Linked DNA regions of Zea mays: region 1 is linked to region 2. The links are chromatin contacts, called in public Hi-C maps. All regions are on one chromosome and are shown on one strand. Each heading gives the region's core, a stretch centred on a gene start, on an enhancer-like site or on the middle of the called end of the contact. The rest is flanking DNA. Distances are from core to core; before and after follow the strand shown.

Region 1 (6,694 bases), core at 785-3,284, 130 kb before region 2:
TAATGGTCGTGGAAGAGGCAAAAGCAACCCCCAGAACGGCAATGCAAGTGCCTCAAATCATGCTGACGAAAGTTGTTTCAGGTGCGGGTCCCAGCAGCACTGGTCTCGTACATGCAACATTGAGAAACACCTAATTGAAATATATCAAGAATGGAAGAAACACCATAACCCATAGGCTCATTTTATCCAGGCGCTTGTAGATGCCACGACTGGGGAGCACATCGAGTTGTCTCAGCCTGCTGCACAGTCTGAGCATGCTGCCATGAATGTTGATGCCTCGTTAGGCAAAGAAGACTTCGACTTCGATAATGATGTTCTCATGTAGATTGTCACGTTATCAGTCATTAGCTCCACGTTTATTTTCTTGGTGACTATTTTTTGGAAGAACATTTATTTGGTTATGATGTAATAAATGCCCCTGTTGAGCACGCGTTATTTGGTTGATTAAGATCAACTGCTTTGCATTTTTATTTATTTCTCACATATGGTTTAATTATTTTTTATTTTGTTACATGTTATCGATATTATGTTTATATAGAATAAGACCTTCACTTCCCACGATGGAGGAAAATGATGAACCATGCCTGATCGATAGCGCTGACACAAATTCAATGCTAAGAGAGACGAAATATTTTCAGACACTCATGAAGAGGAATGAGAATATCACTGCAATTGCTGGCAATAATGGTCGCATTGTAGGCTCCGGTCGAGCAATTGTTGTCCTCCCTAACGATACTAGGATCTTCATTGAAGAAGCGTTCCTATATCCGGGAGCAACTTGTACTCTCCTCACGTTCAAAGATATCCATTGTAGCAGCTATCATGTTACAACTGCGTGTGAAGGTGGTGTTGAATACCTCCATATCACAACACCGTATGAATGTGAGACAAAAGTGGTAAAAAGAGCACAAGGCACCTCCTCTGGGTTGTATTACTCTAGAATTAAACCACCCCTAAATTTGTTGAGATGTTTACTATATTTAAAAATCATGAGTCTTTTCGAATATGACATGAAAAATTAGGACACCCTAGATTAAGGATGATGCGAAACATCATAACTAGCTCTTCTGACCATGACATGAAAGCCACACAAAATTCCTAAAGATTTTCTATGTGTTTCTTGTGCTAAAGGAAAATTGATAACTAAGCCCTCTTACCTGAAAGTAAAGACTGAGTCCCTGAGTTTCCTGTAGAGACTTCAGGGTTACATATGTGGTTCAACTCCCTGTTGGGGCCCTTCAGATATTTTATAGTCCTTATAGATGTTTCTACTAGGTGGAGCCACGTGTGCTTGTTGTCCACGCGAAACCACGTATTTGAGAAAATTATTGCCTAGATTATCCATTTGTGTGCGAACTTACCGGAGAGCCGTATACAGTCAATCATGATGGATAATGCTGGAGAGTTTACCTCAAAAGGCATTTAATGACTATTATCTTGACCTGGGCATAAAAGTAGAGCATTATGTACCATATGTCTATACACAAAATGGACTCGCTGATTCTTTAATTAAAAGAATAAAATTTATAGTCAGGCCAGTTATACAAGATAATTCATCAAGAAATTAATGTCCCAATCTTTTTTCCCCTGAAAACACATAGGCGCGGTTAAACCAAGAGAGTTCTGGGTGCGGAAAGCCAGCCTGGACCACTATGTAGGGTTGTTCGTTTCCAGCCCCAAAAGGCCCAAGTCTCGAGCCCAAAGCCCGAAATGGCCCAAGGTGGCGCCGGCGCTGGCAGTCCTCCCCCGGTCGGTGGCAAACACGGAAGCACTCTACGGCTACACCTTCACCCGTGCCATCAACCAACCTGGACGCGGGCGGCGGCGACCCTGGACTTGGCCCGGGCCAGCCGGCCAGGATGAGAAGGATGGTTTCCGTTTCGTGGCTTCCCCGGCCTCGTCGCGCCGTAATGATTCGCTGCGACACCGACACGACGCGAGTTAACTAAAAATAGCTAGCGTGACCTCACACCCACGGGTGGCACCGACCGCCAAAACGGCGGTGCCGTCCTTAGCTGCAGCGGCTGCGCGCAGCCCCGGTCCCTCGGTCGTCGCAAGGCGCCGGCAGCCCCGTCCCCTCCTGTTCTTCAGGCGAGCAAAGGATTACCGCTCGCTGATGATCCTTCGATTTGTTTCTTTCCCCTAACTGATGACGACGACGGCGGTTTAAAACTTCAGGAGATTGATTAACGCATACGGATGATTGATTATCTGAAACATGCCTGCCATGGCTGCTGCAGGACGTGTTCATGGAGCCCCAGCCCGGGTCGCCGACGTCGTCGCCCTTCTCTCCGATGGGAGCGCCGGACGAGCCAGAGGAGGAGGCCACCGAACTCGATCCGGGCAGGAAGTCGACCTCCAGCTCGTCCTCCTCCTCGTCGTCGTCCGCGTCGTCGGCTGATGATATCCCGTGCCACATCGACGTCGTCGACGTCGAGCTCGTCAACCCGTTGGCGGCGGTGCTGCCCGAGCACGGACACGGAGCGGAGGCCAAAACGGTCCGATCGGCGACGCCGGAGGAGGAACGAGCCGGAGCCGCCCACGTGCACGGCGAGCCGGCTGACTGCGCGGTGACGAAGGACGTACAGCAGGCCGGTCCCGCCGTGCACAGCGCGGAGGCCAAGCCGGACGACTGGGCGACGTGGCCGGAGCCACCGCCTCCGGCCGTCGACGACTCGTTCGCGTCGTCGGACGGCGGGGCCTCGCTGGCGGAGGCGCCGGTCTGGCCGGCCAACCTCGGAGCGGCGGGGGCGGGGTCCGGCGGGTTCGACCCCGGGAGGATCCCGGCGTCCGTGTTCCAGCACAGGACGTCGGTGTCGCAAGCCGAGTGGAGCATGGCGTCCAACGAGTCGCTCTTCAGCATCCATGGCGCCGGCGACCTGTACCCCGGCAGCAGCAGGTCGCACTTCGACTTCTTCTACGACGAGGCCATGGCGGAGGCGGACTCCAAGCTTCCGTCCCTGGCGGAGGGCGCGGAGCCGGTGGACGCGGCCGAGCCCAAGGAGTTCGCGGCGCCGGGCAACGACGCCACGAGAGCCGCCGCCGCCGCCGCCGCGTTCCGGCGGCACGAGAGCGGCTCCGGAAGCAGCTCCAGCAACTTCTCCTTCGCGTTCCCAATGTAGGTTACGTACGGTGATGCCCGCCCGCTGTTGGTCTCGTCCTGTCAACAATGACCGTGCAAAGCAATCAACCACCTGCGTGCAGACTGGCGGAGACGTCGCCGAGGAAGAAAGACCTCGTCAGCAGCGCGCTGTACCAGCCGCTGGAGAAGGAGGGCCAGCAGCCGCCGCCGCAGGAAGAGCAGCCGCAGCTGGAGCCCCCCGTGTCGGCCTTCATGGAGATGACGACGGAGGAGGAGCGGCGGAGGGGCGACGCCGGGTGCTGCTGCTGCGGCTGCTGCTGGTTCGATTACTCCTGGTGCTGCCGGTGCCCGTGGTGGCGATGCGGCTGCTGCATCTGCTCCTGCCCCAGCTTCTGCCGGTGCGGCTGGTGCACATGAGAGATCCAGCAGTTGGCGGGAGATCACTTGTTGCCCGGAACTTCATTTGGTCTCACGAGAACGAGATCCGCGTCGCGCGCACCTCCTGCTTGTGTTTTCGGAGGATTATTCGGCAGACAGGGTTTGGCGTTGGCATGTGCACGTCAGCTGACAAAGAGCATACTGTACAGTGTACAATCTCGAGAAGGAATGCAAGTTCAAACGCATGGTTTTGCTAGCTTGGTATAATGCTAACCTCACATGAATCTTAATGGTTGATTAATCTCCTTGGTATTCTATGTGTACTCGAGCAAAGCACACTGTTACAACTAGGAGGTAACAACACGATGCAGGTATAATTTTCAACAAGTAAACTATGTAAACCAATGGTGGAGAAACAGTATATGTCAGCAAACAAAGCCATGCACTTTTAAGGCCCAACTTGACGAGATTTTGACCTGCGTGGAATCAGATCATCGCAGGCAAGATTAATCAGCAAGACATCTGGAGTTAAACAGAGTATAATGGATGGCTTCTTCACCAAGAACATGAGTACATGACAATGATGCATCAAACAGCAAATCCTGAATTCCCCCCGTTTCTTCAAAGTGCGTATTACACTACTAAACAAGCTAGAGAGAGGGGGTATTATATACAGGCATCATCAGCACAAACAATCAGAAGCTACATGAAAAGGATGACAAAACATTAGACTATCTAATAGCATAGCAAAAGAACAGTCAATCTACGCAGCCAACCAGGTGTCATGTTCCAAGCACTACAGTAAAACAGTACAAATCCGACGGCTCGCTTATGTCCGACGGCCGCCTAGGAAACCGTCGGACATAAGCTTATATCTGACGGCTACTGGCGGCCGTCGGACATAATGCGGGACATCCGAGGGCTGGCAGACAGGCCATCGGACATAAGCTTATGTCCGACGGTCTCCTAGGTGGCCGTCGGACATAAGCGAATTTAACCGACGGCCCGCGCCCGCGTCGGTTCATTCTGTCTTCTCTCTCGCTCGCTCGCGTATGCATAGCCGCTGCCGCCGTCCGGCACCGCCGCCCAAGCCACTAATGATTTTTCTGTAGTGATATTATATTAGTGTGGTTCATTAGTAATCATAACTAATTAAGTGAATGTCTCGTATCTAGTATGGAGGAGGATCGTCGATGGATGTATGAAGGTTGGAAGAAAAGAGGTGCTCTATCAAGTGAGTGGGTTGCCAAGACTGACGCTTTTCTCGACCGTGCTTTTGCTCGGTCAGAGACTGGAACCGATGTTAGGTGCCCTTGTAGCAAGTGTCGGAACGTTTATTTCCTTGACAAAAGGACTATGTCCGTAGATATTTGCAAAAACGGTTATATGTCAGTCTAAGAGGTGTGGGTGCACCACGGTGAGGACCCACCTCCTCGTATTGTATCGGAATTTCAGTCACATGAAGAGGGGGACTAAGATAAGATGGAAGAGATGCTTGACGATGTACGCCATGAGATTCTAACCGTCAATTCGGAGAACCCCGGTCAACCCACCGATTATGAGGATCCAGCTACACCTGAGGTTCAGAAGTTCTTCGAGCTCCTTAAAGCTGCCGAAGAGTCGTTGCATGAGCACACGAAAGTGATCGTCCTTGTATTTATGACTCGACTTATGGCTATTAAGTCTAAGTTTGCATTCTCAAACAACTGCTACAAGGAGCTTTTGAACTTGATCAGTGATGTACTTCCGGAGAATCACAAGATGCCAAAGGACATGTATCAGACCAAAAAGTTGCTCTCTGGGCTCGGTATGGACTACAAAAAAATCGATGTCTGTGACAATAACTGTATGCTTTTTTGGAAGGAGACCGCGAGTGAGAAGAAGTATACTGTATGTGGTGAGCGTAGATTCGTTGAGGTTAAAAACGACGATGGTTTGACCGTGACGACGAAGATTGCACATAAGCAGCTTCGTTACATGCCTCTTATACCTCGGTTGAAGCGTTTGTTCATCTCCAAGAATACAGCCAGACAGATGAGGTGGCACAAAGAAGGGGTACGTGAGAATCCAAATGTCATGGTGCACCTAGCTGATACAGATGCATGGAAGGCACTAGATGCTTTTGATTCCAGCTTTGCTGATGAAGTGCGGAATGTCCGCTTCGGTTTAGCAACAGATGGTTTCTCGCCTTTCAATCTAACTGCAACGTCCTACTCATGTTGGCCCATCTTGTAACACCCACTTTGTAAGAGAATCGAAAAGGAAAAAATTATATCCGTTTTGTATGCATGAGTGTGACATTTCTATCTATCATTTCATGTGGACACCTCACTTATACAAAAGAATAAGTAATAAAAGGCACTCAAACAACTTATGCATCATGCTGGTATTTTATTTTGTGCATCTTGTGACAATATAAAAAATAATAATATGACAGTAAATATATTAAAGTCCAAAAGGGAGTTTAGAATCTAAAGGGAATTCTAGAAATTTAGAATAGAAAAGAAATACCACATGAAACATGGGGAAAACATATACATAAATATATTCTATTCATCCCCATATGTAACTTGGCACATTTGATATAAGTACAAACCCATAACTGACGTTCAAATTTGAATTTGAAATCTAAAAGGAGAAATGAAGATCTAATTTTGAAAAAAAGAAAAGAGAAAAGAGTAAAGAACAGAAAAGGAAAAGAAATGGCACTGGGCTCAATCCTCTATCGCGGCCCATTTAACACTCTTCACTCCCGTGGCCCAACCCTGGGGGAGTTGGCGCCGACACCTGGGCCCCGCCCGTCAGCCAGTGACGTGATCCGCTCAGTGCAGCCGCTAGCATGCGGAGCCCACCGCTCAGCCGCACTCCACCGCACCGTACGTTCTCTGCGGTCGCTGTCACGTGGGGTCCACCGGTCAGCTTATCCTCCCCTATCCTCGTCAACGGCCGACGCAGCTACCGCCGGAGATCGCGCGATCCGCGCGGACTCTCCCTTCGTTTTCCCCCATCAGCGGTTATAAGGAAGCCGGGTTGAGGTCCTTCCCTTCCTCTTAGCCTTGCGCATGTCAACTGGCACACCGCCGCGTTCGCCACCGTTGTGAGAGGAGAAGTCGGAGAGGGCTGCGTAGTTCCGCCGCAAGTGAAGCTCGTCATCGCAGGGACTCCATCCTCGGGGTTGGGCTAGGCTGGGTCGCCATCGTCTAGGGTGGCCGTCCGCGACCTCAATTGGAAGGC
Region 2 (6,543 bases), core at 1,589-4,088:
AGAGCGCCGGGAGGTCTGCTCGGTGAAGGTGGCGGCGCCAGTCTATCTAGACTGGTCCGACAAGCCCATCACCTTCGACCGAGACGATCACCCCGACCATGTGCCGAGCCCGGGGAAATACCCGCTCGTCGTCGACCCCATCATCGGCGACGTCAGGCTCACCAAGGTCCTCATGGACGGAGGCAGCAGCCTCAACATCATCTACGCCGAGACCCTCAGGCTCCTGCGTGTCGATCTGTCCTCTGTCCGGGCAGGCGCTGCACCCTTCCATGGGATCATTCTCGGGAAGCGTGTCCAACCCCTCGGACAGCTCGACCTTCCCGTCTGCTTCGGAACACCCTCCAACTTCCGAAGGGAGACCCTGACGTTCGAGGTGGTTGGGTTTCGAGGAACCTACCACGCGGTACTGGGGAGGCCATGCTACGCGAAGTTCATGGCCGTCCCCAACTACACCTACCAGAAGCTCAAGATGCCGGGCCCCAACGGGGTCATCACCGTCGGCCCCATGTACAAACATGCGTTCGAATGCGACGTGGAGTGCGTGGAGTACGCCGAGGCCCTTGCCGAGTCCGAGGCCCTCATCGCCGACCTGGAGAGCCTCTCTAAGGAGGTGCCAGACGTGAAGCGTCATGCCGACAACTTTGAGCCAGCGGAGATGGTTAAGTCCGTCCCCCTCGACCCCAGCGGCGACACCTCCAAGCAGATCCGGATCAGCTCCGGGCTCGATCCCAAATAGGAAGCAGTGCTCGTCGACTTTCTCCGCGCGAACGCCGACGTCTTCGCGTGGAGTCCCTCGGACATGCCTGGCATACCGAGGGATGTCGCCGAGCACTCGCTGGACATCCGAGCCGGAGCCCGACCCGTCAAGCAGCCACTGCGCCGATTCGACGAGGAGAAGCGCAGAGCCATAGGCGAGGAGATCCACAAGCTAATGGCGGCAGGGTTCATCAAAGAGGTATTCCATCCCGAATGACTTGCCAACCCTGTGCTTGTGAGAAAGAAAGGGGGGAAATGGCGGATGTGTGTAGACTACACTGGTCTCAACAAAGCATGCCCGAAGGTTCCCTACCCTCTGCCTCGCATCGACCAAATCGTGGATTCCACTGCTGGGTGCGAAACCCTGTCTTTCCTCGATGCCTACTCAGGGTATCATCAAATCAGGATGAAAGAGTCCGACCAGCTCGCGACTTCTTTCATCACACCCTTCGGCATGTACTGCTATGTCACCATGCCGTTCGGCTTGAGGAATGCGGGCGCGACGTACCAGCGGTGCATGAACCATGTGTTCGGCGAACACATTGGCCGCACGGTTGAGGCCTATGTCGATGACATCGTAGTCAAGACGAGGAAAGCCTCTGACCTCCTTTCCGACCTTGAAGCGACATTCTGATGTCTCAAGGCGAAAGGCGTCAAGCTCAATCCCGAAAAGTGTGTTTTCGGAGTACCCCGAGGCATGCTCTTGGGGTTCATCGTCTCCGAGCGGGGCATCGAAGCCAACCCGGAGAAGATCGCAGCTATCACCAGCATGGGGCCCATCAAGGACTTGAAAGGCGTACAGAGGGTCATGGGATGCCTCGCGGCTCTGAGCCGCTTCATCTCACGCCTCGGCGAAAGAGGTCTACCTCTGTACCGCCTCTTAAGGAAGGCCGAGTGCTTCACTTGGACCCCTGAGGTCGAGGAAGCCCTCGGGAACCTGAAGGCGCTCCTCACAAAGGCGCCTATCTTGGTGCCCCCAGCTGCCGGAGAAGCCCTCCTGGTCTACGTCGCCGCGACCACTCAGGTGGTTAGCGCCGCGATTGTGGTTGAGAGGCAAGAAGAGGGGCATGCGTTGCCCGTTCAAAGGCTAGTCTACTTCGTCAGCGAGGTACTGTCCGAAACCAAGATCCACTACCCACAAGTTCAGAAGCTACTGTACGCGGTGATCCTGACGCGGCGGAAGCTGCGACACTACTTCAAGTCTCATCCGGTAACTGTGGTGTCATCCTTCCCCCTGGGGGAGATCATCCAGTGCCGAGAGGCCTCGGGTAGGATTGCAAAGTGGGCGGTAACAAAATGTTCCATAGCGCTCCAAAATATTCACATACAATATTTTCAGCCATGCAACAAAGGCCAGCCGATTGCCTTCCATATCATACATGCGCGCGGTAATAAATCACGGATCTAGCAATTCCGCTTGGGAAACGCCCTGTTTTTTTAATGGAGTGAGTAACTTACGGGTCTTTTACAGTATTTTGTTTAAATCACCATTAGCGAGGGACCTAGAGTGTGTCTCTATTCTAAATTACTACTCCTTCAGTCCCCGCGATATAAGACGTAACCACTTTTTTGTTCTTATTCTATAATATAAATATACACGCATCGATGCAGTGCTATAGAGACAATTAAGTACATATTTTAGTCTTTAAACTAGAGGTGGTCACAACTTATATACTGGAACAGAGAAAGCAAAATATAGCATGCTTTAGACTCTGTAAAATCTCATAAAAACATGTTAACATTCATATTATCAAATAAATTCATCCGAGGCTTATGTTACAGTGAGTTTAATGAAAATAATTTTATCCTAAAATTTCACGAAGGCTATTGTTTGCTTCTGCTACTAGAAACGAACAGTTCAAAGGCAGCTAGCCACGCGCCACGCGTGCTTTCTCGACCGCCACAGACCCACCCACCGGCCCAAGACCCACGCGACAGTCCAAGGCCCACGCTGCGCCGCGCCCGTCTCCCCAGCTTGCACTTCGCCCGACCCTAATTTTCAAACGCGGGAATTCGCGTGTGCCCCACCTGTAAGCGCCCCACCCACCGGCCCAAGCTCCCACACGTCCCCCCCTCTTCCGGTCTTCCCCTTCCCTTTTCTCTCTACTTGTATGTATCCCCCCCGCCCGCCAAGCCGCGGCCGCAGCGCAGCAGAAACGCAAACCGGCCACCCCACCCCCACTCGCCGCCCCATCTTCGCTCCGATCCATCCACGCCGCCGCGACCGGCCCCAGAGCAGCACCTTCTCGCCGCCGATACCCAAGCCTCTGCCCGCGTGGTTGCGCCTCCGCGGCGGCGCCGGCGCCGTCTGGGAGCGCGGCTCGGGCGTTCGAAAGGCGCCCTCGCGCGCGCTGTTTCGTCTAGATCCGATCCAGGTGAGCTCCTGTGCGGGTCTTAGCTCTGGGATTCCTCGATGTGAGGGGTCTCCGCCGGTGTGGTTCGGGTGTGAGGTCGATTTGTGCTCGTGGTTTTCTGCGTGGTTTTGCGGGGTGCGGAATTTGCGGGTTTTGCGTTGTTTCTGTGACGGGGGAGGGAGGGAGGCCGGGTTCGTCGGAGCCCTCGGTGCTGTGGCTGCGAGTAATCGAGTCAAGCGCGGCTGCTGGGTGCTGGCGGCAGAAGCATCTTCGCTGCTCGCGAGGCCACATTGGCCTGGATCGCAGGCTCGCAGCTACAAGCGAAGCGCTCCTCCGGAGTCGGCCTTGCCCACGCGCCAGCACCGTGTGCCCGTTTCGATCTCCTCCTTCTCCCGCCGAACCCCGAAGCCGCCGCGACGCTCGTCCCTCCAGCAGCGGGTTTAGCACTGCTTTTCACGCACTTTGTTTGTTGCTCGCAGCAATATTTGTTGAGCCGAAGGCAAGGACAGTTTTGATGGGCCCATCAAAGGGTTCTCGAACTATTAACAAGATCATAGTAAAAGGATCTGAATATCAACAGCAGCATGATGATCCATCTAGTTCAAGCAAAGCTAAACAGAAAGTACGTATAATTATTTCTCTTGGAAGCTGTACAGAGATTTATGATAGATGGGCTGTAGATAGCGACCAGTGATCGTGACATCATATCATCTAAACTAGCATTCTATTCTGCACTGATGTAGTATTCAGTTCTCTCATTCATCAAAATAATTTGATTTTGCAGAGGAGGAAACTCTCAGACTTTGATCCCAAATGGAGCAAGGATGAACTTACAAATTTTTATGAAGCCTACCGTCAATATGGGATGGACTGGAGAAAGGTTCGAACTGTCTGTTTCCCTTTGATCTGCTCCATCATCTGTAAATATCATTCGAGGTGTCATGGCTGTGTGAATTTTGATCGGCGAATTTGGTTATGCAGATCAGCATAGCGATAGGCACTAAGTCATCGGACATGGTGCAGTCTCTTTTCACTTTACATCGGGTGAGTCTGAATTTCGCAGAAATAGTACTTATTTGGATGTTCATGTTTTAATGCATATCTTCGTGCCAAATAAACACATCTAAGCTACAGTTCAGCTTGAATGCCATGTTGCACTCTATGATCCTTGTTGATTGACATGTTTCATTCCTTTTGGTAGACTTTCTTATCTCTTCCAGAACATCAAGCCACTGCCATGGGATTTATTGCGCTGGTGACTGGTCATCACAATGCTTCGGTTAGCTTTTCATCCGTTACTTGTTCGAATTACTGTTTTTTATATGTAGAACGACTCTCAAATCTCATTTTCTTTCATTTTTTATTTGATCAAGTGAACATTTGTCCCATATGAAGCTAACATGCTAAGCTTGTTATAATGAAGATCAGCACACCTGATCATTATTGTTACAAAATATGCTATGATAATTTCATTAAATAAGAATAGCTATATAGCCCCTTTCTTTAATAATTTAATGTATGATTTGGCTTGGCGCAGTCTCCAAAGCTAACTTTTTTTTACCATTCTCTTGTTATGAAATATTTTTCACAACAATAAAATCATGACCATTGTAAATTACTTTCAAATATAAATGCAATGCAATGGTGCACCATTTTTCATAACACTATCTATATAACATTAGAGTAATCATCAGTCAAATGTCACCAACTCATAGTGGTGATGGTGTTTCTAACATCAAAAGACGTCCAACCTAGAGCCACTTGGGTCATTTTGCCATACTTGGCACTTCTTAGGCTTAGAAGCACAATTCATACAAACGGGTGAATCATAAAACATGATGAGATGGAAATGCAATGTGGGATAGACAAGACAAAACAAGTGAATTGTAAAAGTTATAGAACTTGACACAGTTTTAACCTAGTTTCTTATTTTTTACCAGCATACCTACAAAACATGGTTTTATCTGAATTAAATTGACATTTTTTCGTTGACTGACTTGTGATGCTTGAAATGTCAGGAGAAAACCACGACTCATAGAGGATATGATCACGTAGTCAGAGCATCTGGAAAGGCAAGGAAACATGGTGAAAAACCGAAATCAATTGATGGACCTGACCTGCCCAACTGTCAAGAAGCGAAAATTTCTGGATTTTCAGATTTATTCCAGAGTCGATACTATGGCGGTGAGTATTATAACAAAAACATGTCATCTTCTGTTTCCCTTAATAACATTTCAGTCTTTCTCATAAGGATTGCCAACTAAGGAGGAAACTGTTAACAGAAAGTTTGAGAAGTACCATTTTATTGGATAATTTGTCGCCTAAGAATTTACATTTTTTTAGTTTCTTCAGAATTGGTCAGGTACATCCGAAATCATGCTGTTCGGAGGCGTACTCCTCGTATACCAGCTATAGTTTCTGCAGACAGGAGTACCATTGATGAGGCCACACCAGGAATTGAAAATGTCATCAGTTCTACCAAGAGAAAATATGAAGCAGCCAATAACGACTCTGCTATTGTCCCAACAAATAAGTACTCTCCTGACAGAGTTTCTGGCTTCGCTGAAGCACACAAGGCTGGTCAAGATCATTGTTTGTTGGAGACCATAGGAACTGGGCATGTAGCGACATGTCAACAACATTCAAAGAAAACAAGAATTCAGCAAACTATGGAGGAAGGTCAGACTGGTGTAGTTGATCATGAGACAACGATGGCATCTAAAGAAGGGAATAAGCCAGTTGATTTATTAAACAACAATCAGTTATTTATCGACAATATTTCTGAAGGTACTTTTAGCAATTGGTTTATTCTTTTCTTTTCACTTTTATTGGCAAAATGTCAACATACTCATTATTTATCCAGACATCATTTTGTGCCTCGCTTCCAATTCTGTTTTCTGTATATGAAATACTTCATTCTCGTGCACTAGATTTCCATTGTACATACTAGATTTCCAGACCATGTTTTGAAAGGTTGGGCCTGAGCACACACCCCATCAACCCGTTAGCCTCCAGCCCACTACTTTGGAAAAATAAAATACAGATCTAGCACACAGATGAACTAGTTTTACAAAAATGCAACCAGAGAAAACCCCTGACCCCATGTACAATATGTGATTGAGCATTCATTATGTTTACTTCCTCAACCACATAATTGCTGTTTGGTGCATATTCCTTGTCATAGGATTTCACTCATATTATTGTTGAAAGGCATCCTTGTTAGTAATTCTTGGTACTGCTAAGGTTAATAAGCATTGTAATGTTTTACTAGTTACTACTGTTTTAGATGAAAATATTTGACTGCTTGTGTTCTGTTATGGTTGCAGATGATATGTTGGTCTTGGATGTATTGTGTAGCCTGATGAATGCACCCTCTAAAATGCCAAAACTAGAGATTAATATTCCTTCAGGTCAGCTTTTGTCAATGCTTTGC

The links. Hi-C and Micro-C count contacts between places; a contact is called where the count stands out from the background.
Region 1: a Hi-C map of tassel shows a contact between it and region 2, with 4 times the contacts expected there. The contact joins the promoter of LOC100381885 here to the promoter of LOC103634898 in region 2. A contact is called at or near these places in 4 of 25 Hi-C or Micro-C datasets (ear, leaf and tassel).

Annotation. Positions count from the first base shown.
Region 1 is chr8:20,828,391-20,835,084 of Zm-B73-REFERENCE-NAM-5.0, reverse strand. It overlaps LOC100381885, which reads left to right and starts at 2,034. Exons shown (of 3, transcript NM_001174667.1): 1 at 2,034-2,091; 2 at 2,241-3,118; 3 at 3,205-3,715. The coding sequence starts at 2,250. The coding sequence ends at 3,499.
Region 2 is chr8:20,700,902-20,707,444 of Zm-B73-REFERENCE-NAM-5.0, reverse strand. LOC103634898 (protein ALWAYS EARLY 2) reads left to right here and starts at 2,838. Exons shown (of 16, transcript XM_008657475.4): 1 at 2,838-3,131; 2 at 3,590-3,732; 3 at 3,895-3,990; 4 at 4,092-4,154; 5 at 4,312-4,389; 6 at 5,129-5,294; 7 at 5,463-5,897; 8 at 6,437-6,520. The coding sequence starts at 3,625.